2 separate regions of the Ovis aries genome follow, and region 1 is linked to region 2. A link is a contact called in public Hi-C data. All regions are on one chromosome and are shown on one strand. The core of a region is the stretch at or near the end of the contact, and the rest is flanking DNA. Distances in the headings are between cores, read along the strand shown.

Region 1 (2,970 bases), core at 366-2,865, 260 kb after region 2:
CTTTTGATCAGCTGTTCTCAGGAGGGGCTGAAGGGTTTGAGATTCCAGAAGAGAGACTAAGCATCATCCCTAATCTAGTCATTAATCATTAATTGCTTTAATAGTTTAAAATTTATGCAAAGACAGTTCATCCGTAATTATGCATGTATTATACCTTTGGGCATATGAAATGTAAGACAATTTTCTATAATTTTTAAGGGCAAGGTAACAGATGACTTTTCAGACTCTTTTCCAGAGGCTATCAACAAATAGGTTTTTTCTTTTTTCTTCAAGGAAATAATTTTCAAACTTATTTCCCTTAGGAGGTACCCCAGGGACCTCAGAGGGTGTTAGAGGTGGTGAAAGAAGGTATTATGTTTAATCCTTCAACTCACTTCACACAGAGTATTATACTGTTTCTAATAGAGACATTCTTCACAAAGTTTGGGGTTTACCATGACCAGAACACAGATAGAAAACCATTGCTTTAAGACAACTTATAAGGTGTCTGTCTCAAGATATATAGGAAGGTATGTTGAAATTCTCAGAAGCCATGTCAAAACAAGTTAAGTCATTTCAACTTTTAAAAAAATTATGCAACTGTTCTATTTTAGGATGAATATGGTGATTCCCAAAATGAAAAGCAGTAATAGATTATGTAAGTTGAGCATGGTTATTACAAGGAACTCACTCGAGACACCTTTGTTTCTGTGTGTTTGTGTCTATATATGTTGGGCCACCTGAGTCCCCATAACTAATCCTTGCTTGTCCTCAAGTGAAGTTACAGGAATGCTGATAGTATTTCATACCTTCCCTTATGTTGCTTCAAAGAATTTCTCCACCCTACTTCTTTGTCAGTTTGAACCAGTTGACTTGGTTTGCCTGACTTCATGGCAGTTCACTGGCTTGTGGGAGCATCCCAACCTCTCTGCCTGTCTGCTCTGACCTTGCTATTTCAGACTGTGATTATTAGATTCCCAGGTTGCCCTCATTCAAGACTGCATCCAGATCTCTTTTACCAAACTCTTCTCCCAACCAGCCTCAATTCTCAAACCCTCATCCTACATGAGGTTATCAAGGAAAGAGCTCAGAGTAGACTTACTCCACCAAAATGGAAGCACCTTTCACTCTAGATTTTAATCCTGAGCAAAACATTATGAATCAAAGAACAGCACGTCTTTAAAGGAACGTAGACGAGATGGTGATTCAGTCCCGTGATTTTTCCTACCCTCTCCCCAAATCTCGGCTTTTTTAAAGAAATGACCTCTAGAAAAGAATTTACCACCTTCCTAAGATTCAATAATCGTTCTTCTACTCCCTGGTAGGAAATTCATCAAATTCGTTTATATTTTAAAATTAGCTTTTAAAGTAGAAAACACATCTTTTTGCCACATCCTTGGAGACTAGTTGTTAAGACTATGAAATTTTAAAAATTGAATCAGCTATAAAGTCACAGGTCAGTTTATATCAGAAAATGAAATCACAGGCCAGTTCTAAGATTCAACCTGTATAGAATGGGGAAAATACTATTAACTCCCCTCTGGGGTTGGTCTGGAGTCTTAAATGGGTTCCTCTGTGTAAAGTGATTGGAACAGTCTGATGCATAGGAAACACTAAGTAACGTACTTTGTTCTGTGTGGTTATTGGTTGGCAGTGTTATTAGGAACAGGGCTTTGAGTGTTCTGCTCACCCAGTATGACCATACACTTTCAACCAGGTTGCCGAAAAATCACTAGCTAGGAAAGTGATGAATCATTTCCAGTTACAATCCAAATCAGCAGTTTCCTTTGTTCCCAGGACTTTGTTCCCTGGCACCACTCTTAAAGCTGCCAGCTTTTGTTTCTTTGCAAGAAAGAAACTAAAAAGAATTTTAAAATGCTTTTCTATTTCACCATTCCTGCTCCATCCCATGAGAGCCCAAACAAAGTACATCACATGTACGTGACATGGAAATTTTATTTTCCAGGAACAATTTTGGTTACATTTTGACATAGCACTTAGACTTACTAGACAAAGTCTCTCTTATTTACTTAACAAGTCCTTAAAATACTTCCAAACCTTATTTAGCTATGAGGCCTGATCAAATGCCCTCCTTTTTAAGATTTAATCTATTTCATTTAGCCCCAATTTATAAAGAACTCTTCAGGCATTTTTATTAAACATTTTCATGGTAATATTTAGAGTCTATTACTATTATTTAGCAACAAAGGAAGACATTTATCCTTAGAAAATGAAGTACACCACCCATCCACTGTTAACTCCCTTGCATTTATTTCATGGATGTTTTTTTTTTAATTAGAACTTGAGAGAGAACTCGGTAGATATGAGTCAGTGTAATGAAGTAGAAAGAATCCAACATTTGTAGTTAGAAGACTGGGTTTTCAATCCCAGCTCTGTTACACATCAGTTGTGTGGCCCTGGGCATATAAATCCTTTGACCTTTCTGAGTTTTTCCTTATCGATTAAATGGAAATGACAATTCCTGCTTCTCACTTCCTCCCACAGGTATTTTCAGGCACGAAGGTGGCCTGCTATGTAGAACTGGGACAATCTGAACTTGCCCCGCCAGCCTTGCTCTCAAGTCTCCTGACTTCTCCAGCTGGGTCTCCACCGGCCCCCCGCACGCTCAGAGGTTTCATAGCACCCTTACCTACATGTCGCCCTCTTGATTCAGGAGGGAAATATGCAGAATAAATTACCATTTATTCTTATTCACTGATGATTCCAGAGAAGTAATTCTGGGAGACCCCACCGGGCTTAATAAAATTTGAAAACAGATAAGTCTTCCAAACGTGATTATCTTCTAACCGTAATTCACTTAGGAAAAACTGCGATGTCCCCACTGAGTCCTGTTATCAGTCAGGTCACTGGGTCATTCAACAGAATGTCACTGCAAAAGTCATTTTTAAAGATCTCTCTCTCTCACACACACACACAATCTACATCCTGTTGGTAACTGTTAATGGTTGGATAATGAAGTTCTTTTAAAAT
Region 2 (3,127 bases), core at 223-2,722:
GATAACAACCTAATTTTGAACAAAATTTGACATTTAGACACTAACTCCCATTTTATGATTTCGATGTCACAATTTACAACCTTTAAAAATTCTATTTCCATTAACCAATTGTATTATAGTTTTAGTTATTTTTAATACTTTTGTCCTTTAACTTTCATTCTAGTGTTATAAATGATCTATTCACCACCATTATGATGTTAGTATAATCAGGACTTTATATATTTACCTTTACAGATGAGTTATATCTTTGTTTTGTTTTCCTGCTACTAAATAGTGTCTTCGTTTCAGCTTGAAGAACTCCCTTTAACAATTTCTTGAAGGCTAGTCGAAGGGTGATGAACTTGTCTTCAGCTTTTGTTTGTCTAGAAAATTCTTTATCTCTCCTTCAGTCATGAAGCAAAACCTTGTCTGATAATGTATTCCTGATTGGCAAGTTTTTTTTTTTTTCTTTCTTTCAGGATTTTGAATATATCATACCACTCCCTTCTGGCCTGTAAAGTTGCTGATGAAAAATCTGCTGATAGTCTTATGAGGATTCCCATGTATATGAATAAGTCGCTTTTTTCTTGCTACTTTTAAAAGTCTTTCCCTGGCTTTAGCTTTTGACAATTTAATTATAAAATGTATAGGTGTGAGTCTAGGAGAAGTTAATTCCAGAACCTCTACCAGAAGGTCTGTCTGGTTGTGTGAAGGGTCTTGGTATGCAATGACTCACAACCAAACTTTCCACTGGTGTGCCATAGAGAAGAAGTCAGCCCAAACCCAGAGTAGATGTAAGGTGGTTTCAGAGCCATCAGGACACTGGCTGTGTAGATACAAGATGAACTGAGACCCTCACTGAGAGGCAAAGTCTGAATCGCAGAAGACGTATTTCTTTTCAAGTAGTATGAGACCCTTCCTTATTCCTTTTCCTTTTCTTTCCCTCAAGTGTCTCAGATGGGAGATTTTTGATCTGTTCCACAAATATTAAAATAAAAATGATTATTTTTTCGAGGAAATAAAATCATAGACTGCATATTAAATTTGCTTCTTCTGATCTTGCTTAAATACACCAAGAATGAACCAGGAGTCCAGCTTCAAGAATGTGAAAGGTTGGATTCTCACATATTCCTTTCTCTTTGCCCCTTACATCATCCTTCCCAGGAAGCAAGAGGATGGTATTAATGGCTGCCTCTCTGTAGCACGTGAGGAACATACGTTCTTCAAAATGTAGTTGCTGGTACAGGAAGTGGCAGCTTAAACTAAGGCAGGAATATTCTTGAAACAACCTCTTTCTCCAGATGGTCTTCCCCACTCCATGACCTACTTTATGTTCAGGAGGCTGGAAACTCTCTCTTTTCTGAGGATCATTTGTTTTTCCCAGGGATCTAATACTATGTCAGTTCAACATGGTAATGAAAAAACCGTAATATGCACGGGACTTTACAGTCACTTCAATAACATTTTCCCTGTGTTTATGCAGTTCAGCCCAATGACCTCTAGGTGGTGGTAAAGGTTCCAACCAGTTCTTATGACCAGATTGAATGGCTGTCCTCATATTGCTCTACTGCTGCGGCTGCTGCTAAGTCGCTTCAGTCGTGTCCGACTCTGTGCGACCCCACAGATGGCCGCTCACCAGGCTCCCCCGTCCCTGGGATTCTCCAGGCAAGAACACTGGAGTGGGTTGCCATTTCCTTCTCCAATGCATGAAAGTGAAAAGTGAAAGTAAAGTCGCTCAGTCATGCCTGACTCTTAGTGACCCCATGGACTGCAGCCTACCAGGCTCCTCCGTCCATGGGATTTTCCAGGCAAGAGTACTGGAGTGGGGTACCATTGCCTTCTCCGCTCTACAGGGTCTTAAAAAGCTAATTGACAGGACTTGGAGGAAGTGGACTGCTCTCTCGTGGTTTCAGTATCACCTTTATTCCCCCTGATTCTCAGCAGAATGTGTTTTTACTGCACATTTACATTTACTAAATGCCTACTAACAATTTTCTGGTATATTGCTCATTTGTGTCACTGCAACAAAACGAGCATGGACTTTGGAACTGGCACGCTGGAGTTGGACTCCTGGTTAGGCTGCCTACTAACCTACTGACCTCAGGCAAGTTGCTCTTGGACACAGGATTCCTTGGCTGAAAAATAGCATTCTCACCACAATCTAATTCCATACTGTTGTATGAAGAATCGAGTGCTTAAGAGGCATTCAATTTTGTTTTTATTTCCTTTTGCTGATGAGGAATTAGAGGATGTTATAGGTTCCATATGTATGTTTTATACAACCAATCTACAGCTCTAATGAGATGACATAAACTAAATGGTAATTGCAACCATTACAGTAAACTCGATTCCAACATATTTCTACTTTCATGGAAATAAACTTGGGTTAGTTCCCTTCTCTATTTGCTTGAAGGGTGCAACTTTACATATCCTCAGGTTTGGACTGGCTTCTTCTCAAAGATGGTCCTTTGGAGAGTTAACTCCTCCCCCCCCCCCCAACCCGCCCCCGAAGAAAACCAGGTATAGCTATGCCAATTCAAGCCATAAGATTTTGATACTGCCATTTGTTATATGAAAGATTCATTTGCCTAGGAAAATTAGCTGAAAGCTTTAAACATCTATTTTAAGTTGTTTTTATGGCAATATGTCAACTAGAGTATTTTTTCTTTCCAGCTCATGTATAACTTTTGAAGATTCCAAAAAGTAGGCATGAGGTATGAATTCAACTTTTGAGAGGTAAAGGTGCCCAGAGTAGGAAAGCTCATACATAGCAGAGGTAGAATTTGATTTCAGGTTTTTAAGATTCCAGATCACATACAGCATTCACCGTTGTACTGTGAGAGGTGTTGACGCAGTACAAAAGTAGTCAGGGCTTTGATCACAAAGGTCTTGGAATCCCCAGCACAACAGGGCAGGCTAGAGTGGGGATCATACCCCTCACTGAATCAACTGCCCTGAACTAGCAAATCTTAGTAGAAACCCATTTCTTTTGTCTCCCCTATTCTAATTCAAGAGATGCTCTCTCTTTTAGAAGAAACACCATGAGGGCTGATTCCTTGACCAGCTACTATTTTCCTTCAACTAACCAAGAATCTTTCATCCCAAGTGCAGCCCAGTGGGGAGGGAGGGAAGAGACAACGGGTATTGA

Evidence for each region. Hi-C and Micro-C count contacts between places; a contact is called where the count stands out from the background.
Region 1: a Hi-C map of liver shows a contact between it and region 2, with 4 times the contacts expected there. The contact joins two enhancer-like sites. A contact is called at or near these places in 3 of 16 Hi-C or Micro-C datasets (liver and tail adipose tissue).

The regions. Positions count from the first base shown.
Region 1 is chr20:40,410,471-40,413,440 of ARS-UI_Ramb_v3.0, forward strand. It overlaps LOC132658311 (a long non-coding RNA gene), which reads left to right. Exons shown (of 3, transcript XR_009597745.1): 3 at 2,485-2,746. It also overlaps a transcript of DTNBP1 not described here. Among named protein-coding and RNA genes, the nearest start is that of DTNBP1, 170 kb to the right of the region's middle. Within about 2 kb of position 1,616, at least 5 of the 54 cell types and tissues checked have an H3K27ac peak or open chromatin away from gene starts, as enhancers often do. A contact at or near this core is called in liver, where this site is marked.
Region 2 is chr20:40,146,104-40,149,230 of ARS-UI_Ramb_v3.0, forward strand. No RefSeq gene overlaps it. Among named protein-coding and RNA genes, the nearest start is that of MYLIP, 50 kb to the right of the region's middle. Within about 2 kb of position 1,473, at least 7 of the 54 cell types and tissues checked have an H3K27ac peak or open chromatin away from gene starts, as enhancers often do. A contact at or near this core is called in liver, where this site is marked.